3 separate regions of the Mus musculus genome follow, and regions 1 and 2 are each linked to region 3. A link is a contact called in public HiChIP or PLAC-seq data. All regions are on one chromosome and are shown on one strand. Each heading gives the region's core, a stretch centred on a gene start, on an enhancer-like site or on the middle of the called end of the contact. The rest is flanking DNA. Distances are from core to core; before and after follow the strand shown. Region 1 has its middle 61 kb from the start of Gm26144. Region 2 overlaps Gm42291 (a long non-coding RNA gene). Region 3 has its middle 160 kb from the start of Gm12511.

Region 1 (3,445 bases), core at 307-2,806, 890 kb before region 3:
TTTAGGCACAACCTGCAGAACTTTCTGGAAGAGCTACTACTTCCAGAGAAGAACTGAACTTCTTGCTACTTAGATCTGCACATGTGAAAGGTGATTTGCAGAGTAGCTGAGGGCTTGGGACCGTGCTTTGTGGGAAGGTGAACAGAAAGTGAAAGTGACCTTGGGCTGGAGAGTGTGTTGGAGGGACTCTCTGCTGCTTTTAGGGCCTTGGGGCTGGTAGGAGGACTTCCTGCCCACACTGCCCCAGCAGCTGTCAGTCATGACTTTTGCTAAGTCTGCACGTCTCTTACTTATTTGGTGATTTTTTTTTACAAAGGGTTTAATTTATTTTAATTTTGTGTGTATGTATGTCTTTGTCTGAGTATATACATGTAAGTGCAAGTGTCAGCAGAATGCAATGGAAGGTGCTGGATCCTCTGCAGTTGGAGTTATAGGTGGTTGTGAGCTGCCTGACATGGGTGCTGGGAAGTAAACTTAGGTCTTCCGGAAGAGCGGTGCATGCTGTGTAAATGCTGAGCCATTTCTCTAACCTCTGGATGACTTTCTTTTCTTTTAAATTCTGATTGACTTAAGTGAACGCAACCTCATTTGAATTAAGAACATGGGCTCAATCACCATACAACTACAGAAATAAACTAGCCATTCATCTACCGCCTAAAACCACCACACAGGGCTCATGTTTTAGGTCAACAGCCCATGTGTTGCTCTGCAGCACCTTCAACCAGAAGTCGACTTGTGTGCTTGCCCACCTCTGGTTCCAGAAAGCTCAGTTCCTCTTTGGAGGTAGCACTTTCGGGACATTCTGCAGGGTGTGTCTGAGTCTTCTTATCTTTAACGCTACCTATTGGCTCTAACCCTTGGGCCACATAGAATACACCTATTTTCCCTCTTAAGATGATTCTTTATAAAATGGCACTATTTCCTCTATATCTCACAATCCAGGCTGCCTGAACACACCCAGTTCTATCTAATCTCCTCTGCTGGTAGGGTTTCAAGTGTCCTAGATATGTTTGTCACTGACTTTGGAAAAGAAAGCAATGATATTTCAGGGTGGTTTTTCAGAGTATAACTTCCAACACAGAACACAATCCTTTGACGTCATCTGAGCTGGTAAGAGGCAGGCAATGGTTCTCTCCCTCACCCTGGATCTGTTACCTCTGCTCCAGCTTCTTCATAACACTGCCAAGGGCTGAGAGGCCCTACAAAGAGAGAAACACTGTTGTGTGCAGCCACTCAGTGTCAGTGGGAGGTAAGCACGGGCTGCCACACTGCCACGCCACCCAGAGAAATGCTCTTTCAGGCTCCGTGACTGGGCATACATCGTCATCTCTGCTCTTCCATTAATATTTATGATTAGCATTGCATCTCCATTTGCTTATAAATTATAAAGTGGATATTTATTGCACGTGCAAAAGGATGGGAATTTAGAGATAGCAAAGACGTCAGAAATGAAAATTCTGAAAAATGTTTCCCGACCCGATTCAATTGTGCTAGAGACTGGTGGGGGAGGGGCCTCCCCTGTGAGTCAGAACATTCCATGATAAACACATCAGATCTGCGTATCCTCCAGCTAACTGCCCCACAGGATCTAATTTTCATACTCTGCAGATAAACCCAGTGACAGCCTTGGGTGCACATTTAGAAGAACTATGGGAAGGAGGGGGCACCTTTCTACCCTCACTTCACACCCTTCTCCTGCTTCCTAAGCACATGTCTTTCCCTCCATGATTGCCTCTGCCTTACACTCTCTCCCTTTGTACATTTTATCCCTAGACCTGAGATGTCCTTGGAATGCCCACAGCTGCCAGGGCATGCCAAAGAGGGAATTGTTTGGATGTGAAAACACAGGCTAACATTTCAGCACTTCTTTACCTTTGGTGGTGCTGTTTTGGGAAGTTGTGGGACCTTTGGGATATCATATCTAGCTGGTGACATAGACCACTTGAGACAGACCTTTGAGGGTTGTATCCTGGACTGCTTCCAGTTCTGACCTCTGCTTCCTGATCCCTAAGATGGGACCCAGCAGCATCAGGAGCTCCTACTGCCCTGCTTTCAACTGCCATGATGGACTGATAGCCCTTCAAACTGTGAGCCAAAGTAAATCCTCCCAAACTGCTCCAGGCACACATGCTGCCAGAGCGAGGAGCAGAGTAAAGAGCACGGAGGGAGGCTCCTCCCAGCACCCATCTTCAATGACAAACAGGAAGCTGTTCTGGCTTTGGCAGGGGTTCAGAGGTGCTAGAGCAGAAGTGATGTTAAAGGAGGAGAGGCCGGACAAGCGGAGAGCTTCCACCCTGAAGGGCTGAGGTTGTTTAGAGGGCATGGGACATGAGTGCCACCCTCAGATGCTTCAAAGTGTCAGTGACAGCTGAGTTGAAACTATTCTATTGTCACTTAATGTAGGTGTCTCAGGGGCCAGTAAAATTATTGGGTGCTAATAGGGAGGACACAATAAAGGAAGTTTGTGGACACTAGAACGACTTGGAGGTCAGCTGAACTAGAGAGGAGGGGTGTTCTTTCATTCCTGATGGTGTTTAAGGGTGAGTGGAGAGCAGTTGAAGATACGCTGTGGAGGCCCATGGTTCCCAAGCTGTGGGTCTGGGATGCTTCTGCTGAGGTCCTATATATGGCAGACTCTTGAGATGTGGGACTGGATCTGATAAGGTGGTGACCATTCTGGCCCTTGTGAATTCATGATTTCTGTATGGCCCCATGCATCACTTTTCCTGCTTCCTCCTGTTGGCCCAATGATGCTCCTGTCTGTTCAGGGAGGCAGAGCATGGAATCTTAATGTAGAGCAGTCTAGTCTAGAAGGGGACCCACAGGCTGGATGCCACCTACCCAAGTTGAGGCAAGCTGAGCTTGGCATATATACAATTTGAAGGGAAATGTCACCCACATCACCTTTTGTTCCCAGTGGCTCCTAGATCCAGACCATCTTCATGTAGTCTCCTCCACATCTTTTAAGGAGGATGGGAAGGTGTGAGAACTCGATGGGGTGATTTTCTTCTGTTCTTTCTCTATGTGTATGCTTGTATGAAGGTGTACATTGTGTGCAAGTGTGTGTGTGTGTGTGTGTGTGTGTGTCTGTGTGTGTGTTCATGAAGACTAGAGAATAACTTTGGGTGTCATTCCTTAGGTGTTATCCACAGTTTGTCCCCCAAGACAAGATCTCTTACTGCTCTGGAGCTCACTGAGTGACGTCGGCTGGCTGGTCAGTGAGTCTTAGGATTTGCTTGTTTCTGACTTCTCAGTGCTGAGATTACAAGTGTATGTCACCATGCCTGACATTTCTTTGAGGTTTCTAAGGAAGAAACTCAGGTCCCCAAGCATCACTAAGAGCCATCTTTTAGCCCTTGTGCTCTTCCTTAAAATGACAGGCAAAAGTCATCAGGAGGATATCTCACAGTCAGAAGTTCCTCCTCTGAGGTTGCCTTACCTCCTC
Region 2 (3,215 bases), core at 689-3,188, 570 kb before region 3:
CTCCACAGCTTCTAAACACAGTGAGTCACACTGCCAAGCCAGGACTGGGCTCCCTTCATCTCTCACCAAACCAGGACCAAAGCAGTTACTGAACCTGTCCAGCCTTGCCCTTGGTAACGCAGATGTAGGAGGTCTGCAGCTTTCTTAACTTAAAGTTCAAATATAAAATGCTTGGAAGACTTCACAACAAATTTAGAAAAAGATCTAAAGCAATTTTTAAAAAGAAGATTCAATAGCCTAAATGCACAGTAACCCTTAAAGGTGTGGTTGAGTTCAATGGAAACAAAACTCCTTTTGAATCTCTCATCAGTCCTTGCATTTAAATATTTACTGACCATCAAGTTTATGTTTGGGCCAGAGCCGAATCATGCAAGTGCACAGAGAAATGCAATGATGATTCTTGTGACCTCCCTGCCTGGTGTGGGCAGGTAGACAACGTTCCTCCATGGTGCTCTGAGTGGCCAGAAGGAGACAAGGATTTGGACTCTCACATGAAAAAGTCAGCAACTGGGAGACTGTAAGACTGGGACAGGAAAATAAGAAGGGGCTTACTAGATGAGAAGGGAGAACACTGTAGGTGCTAGAGAAGGGGAGAGCGCAGATAGAAGAAAGAGCATGCTCAGAGGAGAGAGGCACTGCCATCCTCCGGTAATAAGCTAGAGTATTCAGCTAAAGGGCTTTGATGGCTGGGAAGCTGTCGTAACTCTGTGAGGCTGGAAACTGAGTCCTATCTGCAGAGGAATGGGCAAAGAAATCGTGGCTTGTGTGCACTGGAAATTCTCTCCATCCAAAAGTGACTGAAGATGTGTCACTTCTTCAAGAAAATGGATGTGACTGTTAATAGTTCTTTTTTTAATTAGGTATTTTCTTCATTTACATTTCCAGTGCTATCCCAAAAGTCCCCCATACCCTCCCACCCCACTTCCCTATCCACCCACTCCCACTTCTTGGCCCTGGCATTCCCCTATACTGAGGCATATAAAGTTTGCACCACCAATGGGCCTCTCTTTCCACTGATAGCCGACTAGGCCATCTTCTGATACATATGCAGCTAGAGACATGAGCTCTGGGGGTACTGGTTAGTTCATATTATTGTTGCAGATCCCTTTAGATCCTTGGGTACTTTCTCTAGCTCCTCCATTGGGGGCCCTGTGATCCATCATAGTTCTTGTATACAAAGAAAGCTTCAGCAAGTTGTGCCACATGTCTTCTCTTATCTGTGGCTCCAACACTTTACCTAGATATGTAAAATCGTGTATGTACAGGTGACAGGAAAGTAGAAGTGAACAAGGGGGTCTAAACACACTAACGGGAAAAGGAAAAGAGGTTAGTGAATGAGGGCAGGAATATGCCCAACATACATTATATACTTGCAAGAAAATGCCCTAAAGTAACTTATTACAATAAAATAAAATACAATCTGAAAGTTATTTTTCTAATATTAGTAATCTATTAATATTAATATTCTAGATGGCATCCATGTTATAGCCATCAGAAGCTTGAGGAGCTGGTGAGTCACTGACCAAGCTGGTTCAGTCACCCATATGACAGTTGGATGCTTCAACTCATTGCTATGTGTTCTCAAGACACGGAGGCTAGCCTGACCACGGCAAAGTGTTTCTAGGCTTCATAGTGACACATCATTATGTTCAGACTGTTCTATTGGCTTACACAGGTCACTCCTGCACTGTGAAAACTGGCCCTCTCTAAGGAACCAGAAGATGAGGCTATTGGGACTATGGGAAAGGTTTACCAACCTCCTGTGTGTATAGAAGAAACTTTCTTATCATGAGCCCCATAGTTCAGATGCAACTGCCGAGCTTATGTGTGAAGAGAACAGTCTGTGATGGGAAGAATTCGGTCCACAAGCAGAGAGCTGAGCCTCCACTGTTGCTGTGTATGTTCTCTAGGGAGGTCACCTCACTTTGCAGGCTTCACATTCCTCATCTATGAGGTCAGTCTAACAGGCAGATTTCCCAGAAAGACTGGAGAAGAACGTGAGGATCAGATATGGAAGGGGCTGTGAATGCCAGAGGAAGAAGCTAAGGAGTTATCTTGTTGACCGTCAGTGAAGCTTAGCAGCCTTTAAACTAGGGAAATGAGGACATGTGGACCACTTTGACAGAGATTCTGTATGCAATATGGACAGAAAGTAGAGGGATTCAGACACAAACTAGACTAGAGTCTCCCAGTGCTCACAGATGAGACACATGGACCCATTCTTAGCTTCTGGTGATGGGAAAGACATTACAACCTCACTCAACACTAAAATAGACTTGAGGACCACTCAGCACCTCACAGCCCCATTTCTGTTTCGGCAGCATTTCAAAGGAAAAATAAAAGACTTAGTGTCAAAAAGATTATAAATATTTATTATCCATTTACCTTCTCCATCTTGAATTCCAAAGAACATCCTGGGTTTATAGAATATAATCTTTGCCTGAGAACTTAGGGTCTACCCTGAAAGCTACAAAAGCAACAGAAAGGCAGGAACCCCAGAAAGAATGTCTCCACAGGAGGCTCTGCATTGATGTCAAGTTCCTGTCCATAGAGTTGAGTCAGGCTTTTACTCTCGTCATCAGGGCATTGAAACAGCATAATCCTGGATGGCAACACCGGGCTGTTTTCATCATCATGGTGGAAAGTGATTAAAAACAAGAGACTAGAATCTGGTATCTTTAAAAAATAGGGGCTTATCCTGCTTCCCTTGAATTCAGAAAGACATGCAGTCATTCCTGTTTATATCTACTCAAACTGAACTGACTTCGTGTATGTTTTAAAGCTACAGTGGAGACAGATATGAGCTCAGAGCTAAAGGCTTCAGTGGGAGTACAGCTAATATTCTGGATTTAATTTTTTTATTTGTAGTGTACATAAGGATTGGGGTAGAAGCTGCTTTCAGGGCTTTTCTTTGAATAACAGGAATGTCTCCTACTAAATGCAACTGAAAGATTAGAGAAGAGACATAAAAAAGAATTTTAAGACCATGATCCCCTGCTGTCCCACTTAAATAAACTCTCTCTTCTATTAATTATTGTATTAGACCATAAGCTACAGAGCTTAGAAACTCCTACTCTTTCCACAGACTCACTCATGCGTGGAGCATCTGTGATTGATGGACCAGTGAGATTGAAACGTGCAAATGGAGATGAAACAGACCAAGATTAAACATCTTCTGGGTATAGAATGGCATTGTTCCAGAATCTTAAAACTGG
Region 3 (3,608 bases), core at 1,009-3,508:
CAATAGTCCAAGAGAGCTCTCCTTACAAAGTCAGTGCTTCAGCAGTCATCTGCAGAAGGCTGGCCTCCACCAACACTGTGGACAGCGTGGCTGTGCATGCCCTTTAATGAGGCAGTCCCTGGGCTAGTAGACTCCAGGTGTTTCTGGAAACAGTTGCTAAGAAACCCACCAAGTAGCATCCCATCTTCTTATGCCCTAGCTTAAGCACCACTTCCACTACATTGTGTTGCATTAGAGAAGTCAGTAAGGCCAGTCCAGCATCAAGAAGAGAAAGAGAGTCTACTGCTTTGAGGAAGGGATATGTGTACATAGAGACTGAGAACTGATGGCGGTCATCTTGGAAACATGCTAACTGTGTCTGTTTGGGCAGTGACTACAGGGATCTCTTCGGTTTGTGACAGTCTAGCAAGCCACACACCTGTGATATGTCCCTCTTCCTGTGCATATAATTGCAACAAAAGGGTTTACATTTGAACTGGATTATTAAGAAGAATAACTCCACTTGCGTTGATCAGGCTGATCTCTTTGTGGCCCTCCTGTGTGTTAGTGGATAGCCCTGCCTCCCCAGAGTCTCCTGACCCCATCCCCAGCTTGAGTTAGAGATGTGAACTCTTTTGGGCTTCTTTTCCTGTGAAGGCTTCATTCCAACGAGGAAGCAAAGCAACACTTGCCTCACACTATTAGCGTGAGGAAGGACGAGACAACTTTAAGTAAACTTCCAGCCTATCTTGGATGCTCCGTGAATGAGCATTTCCGTTCAAACTCTGGCCACTTGCACAGACTCCTGACTCCTCTGCTGACAGGGATTAGGAGTTTAGACTTCTTAGAAGTCCTGACAGGATTCCAGTGAGCCCAAACCCTCCCTCCTCCCTGGGGTCCTTCCCTATAAACAGAGTCCTATAAGTCTGTGCTCTCTCTCACCTGCCACCCTACATGGAGGCCTGGGTCAGATGTGCTGAAAACACTCTGTGGCCTCTAGAACAGGGCCAAAGTCCCACAAGTGAAGTGACAAATGAATCAACTCAGCCAGGGCTTAGTCATTCTTAGGTACTTTCCACACAGACACATCGAGATGGTTACCAGAGAAAAGTCTGCCTGCCGACCTCACAGCTGCCCAGAGAAAATGTTGTTGTAACCTTTCCTTCACAGGGGAACAAGCAGCATCACTCTCCTTTCCTTCCCGTCCTTTCTGGAGCGAGATGCCCTGGCAAGGGAGCTGAAGTGCTTGTTTTTGTTTACCCTGGAGGAAGTTTCCAGATAGTTCTGAATCCAGGGCTTTGAATATGGGGCCGGCCCTTCAAGTCTTAGGCACTTAATGTCTAAGTGCATAAACAACTCCTCAGAGGCCACTGTCACTGGCCATCCAGATTCTCGGCCTTCCCAGCTAGCTCTCTGGTCAACAAGAGTATCCTTTAGGCTTTCAGATTCCAGAAAGACTGTGGAAGACTGTCCAAGCCCCTCACACTGATGTAGAGCGAGCTGGCTTCGCATACTTGTTATCCCAGAAATCAATAGGTCAAGCAGGAAGACTACCATAAGTAGTACCATACCAGCCTGGGCTACTTAGTGAGTGCTGGGTCTGCCTGGTCGACAATATGAGGTTGTTGTTTGCTTGTATGTATGTATATTTGTTTGTTTGTTTGTTTAATAAACAAAAATGTCTTCCCTTCCACCTGAGACATTAGATTGTAACTTCCTGGTCCCCTGTTCTTGCTTCTTAGTAATGGGGATTAAGAGTGCTCACCCAAAAATGGAGGGAAAGGCACATGAAGAAATGATCACAGCCTGGAACTCTCGCCCTCTGCTCCAATTCTTCAATCATTTCTGTGCAACCTTTCTCTATTTAAATTTCCTCTTTTACTTCCTATGTACTATCTCATTCTGTCTCCTCTCCTCTCCTCTCCTCTCCTCTCCTCTCCTCTCCTCTCCTCTCCTCTCCTCTCTTTTCTTCTCTGTTATCTGTATTTTTTTCTGCCTTGTTTTTAAGCCTCAGTCCAACCCCTACCCCATTCATAGCCATTTCTCTGTCTGGTATAGCTTTGGCGTGCAGCTATTGAAAGCTAGCCAGACTCTGGTTAAAAAACGTTGCAATTCTTGGCCGGTGTTTCTCTCCTTCCAAACGAGGGTGATGTTTCAGGCATAGGAAGTCCTGCCATCCATTTAGGCCCCAGGGAAGAAAAATAGCACAGCCTTTGTGTGTGGCCTTAGGTGGATGGTGAAGTGGGCCTCTGCATACTCACAGAAATAAGTCTGGTGTTTCAGAGAATTGTGAAATGTGTGCAGGCAATGTGTCATCCCAACAACAGTGAGTCAGTCTCCAGGCCCAGGCCCAAAGCTGGCTGCCTTTGCTTTCTAAATAGAAAGTGTATTCCTGGCCAGCCAGGCATTAGCAGAGGAGTGGTGGGTGAGTGAATGGACAGAGAAGCAGAGAAGACGTGCTAGTCCATACATCACAGGTTCCCAGGAAAATCAGGCTCCCCCTTTTCGGCCATCATTGGGAAGAGGGGCCCCTTAGTCTTGCAAACTTTATATGCCCCAGTACAGGGGAATGCCAGGACCAAGAAGTGGGAGTGGGTGGGTAGGGGAGCAGGGCGGGCGGGGGGGTTATAGGGGACTTTTGGGATAGCATTTGAAATGTAGATGAAGAAAATATCCAATAAAAAATTGAAAAAAAGGAAAATTTGTAAAAGAGCATTCTTTTTCCTTCTTTCCTAGTCACTTGAATCTGGTGTGTGTGTGTGTGTGTGTGTGTGTGTGTGTGTGTGTGTGTGTGAACTTTGCCCTTTGTCATTTATTTCAGCCTGAGCTTCCAGAGTGACCTTCCAAAATAAAGCCATAAAACTGCGACACAGTGGCCTAGATGACCTGAATGTGATAATCAGCCTCAATCAAATGGAGTTCAAAATCTCATCTTACCTTCCACTAACACTGTGAGAAGAGACAGAGACAGAGACAGAGACAGAGACAGAGACAGAGACAGAGACAGAGACAGAGACAGAGACAGAGACAGAGGCAGAGGCAGAGGCAGAGGCAGAGGCAGAGGCAGAGGCAGAGGCAGATAGAGACAGAGACAGAGACCAAACACAGAGAACATTCATGCATATGTATGGGTATTATTTGGGTATTACTGAGTAAATTTCCAAGCTCTCTGGAATCTTAGCATCACATTAGCTAAGAGGACCTGTCTGTCATGTATACCAGTGCTGTGTGCATGTGTGTGCATTCATGTATGTGTGCATGTCTGAGGGTACATCACTGGGTTTAAAAAACAATCTCTTTAGAGTCTCTGTCAATTCAAAACAAAACAAAAAACCCCTGCCTGCTCTTTCATGAAGTTTAAAGAAGGTAGCAACACTCACAGCAGGCGAGCATGGCATTCAGATGTCCTTATCTAACAAAAAGATGCTGTAGTTTGGAATGAATGTCCCCAGAGACCTATGTATCTGATACTTGGTCCGCATTCTGTGCTGCAACTGGGAGATCATAGGATGCTGAGGACATAGAAACTTGTGGAAGGAAAGGAGGTCATTGAAGGAGAGATTTGAGACCTGCCCATTTATGACCACAGTGATGTACTGCTATTCCAACACTATCAAATTCTGGACCAA

What was found. HiChIP or PLAC-seq counts read pairs in DNA pulled down with a chosen protein or histone mark.
Region 1: a CTCF HiChIP or PLAC-seq map of the NIH/3T3 cell line shows a contact between it and region 3, with 7 read pairs. The contact joins two enhancer-like sites. A contact is called at or near these places in 1 of 15 datasets of contacts at CTCF or cohesin (the NIH/3T3 cell line) and 3 of 115 datasets of contacts at active chromatin or transcription factors (the NIH/3T3 cell line, embryonic stem cells and pancreatic cancer cells).
Region 2: an H3K27ac HiChIP or PLAC-seq map of embryonic fibroblasts shows a contact between it and region 3, with 5 times the contacts expected there. The contact joins two enhancer-like sites. A contact is called at or near these places in 2 of 115 datasets of contacts at active chromatin or transcription factors (embryonic fibroblasts and embryonic stem cells).

Annotation. Positions count from the first base shown.
Region 1 is chr4:56,615,937-56,619,381 of GRCm38.p6, reverse strand. No RefSeq gene overlaps it. Among named protein-coding and RNA genes, the nearest start is that of Gm26144, 61 kb to the left of the region's middle. Within about 2 kb of position 1,556, at least 27 of the 459 cell types and tissues checked have an H3K27ac peak or open chromatin away from gene starts, as enhancers often do. A contact at or near this core is called in the NIH/3T3 cell line, where this site is marked.
Region 2 is chr4:56,304,539-56,307,753 of GRCm38.p6, reverse strand. The region is part of intron 2 of Gm42291 (a long non-coding RNA gene); the gene reads left to right. Among named protein-coding and RNA genes, the nearest start is that of Gm42291, 9.8 kb to the left of the region's middle. Within about 2 kb of position 1,938, at least 62 of the 459 cell types and tissues checked have an H3K27ac peak or open chromatin away from gene starts, as enhancers often do. A contact at or near this core is called in embryonic fibroblasts, where this site is marked.
Region 3 is chr4:55,730,876-55,734,483 of GRCm38.p6, reverse strand. No RefSeq gene overlaps it. Among named protein-coding and RNA genes, the nearest start is that of Gm12511, 160 kb to the right of the region's middle. Within about 2 kb of position 2,258, at least 131 of the 459 cell types and tissues checked have an H3K27ac peak or open chromatin away from gene starts, as enhancers often do. A contact at or near this core is called in the NIH/3T3 cell line and embryonic fibroblasts, where this site is marked.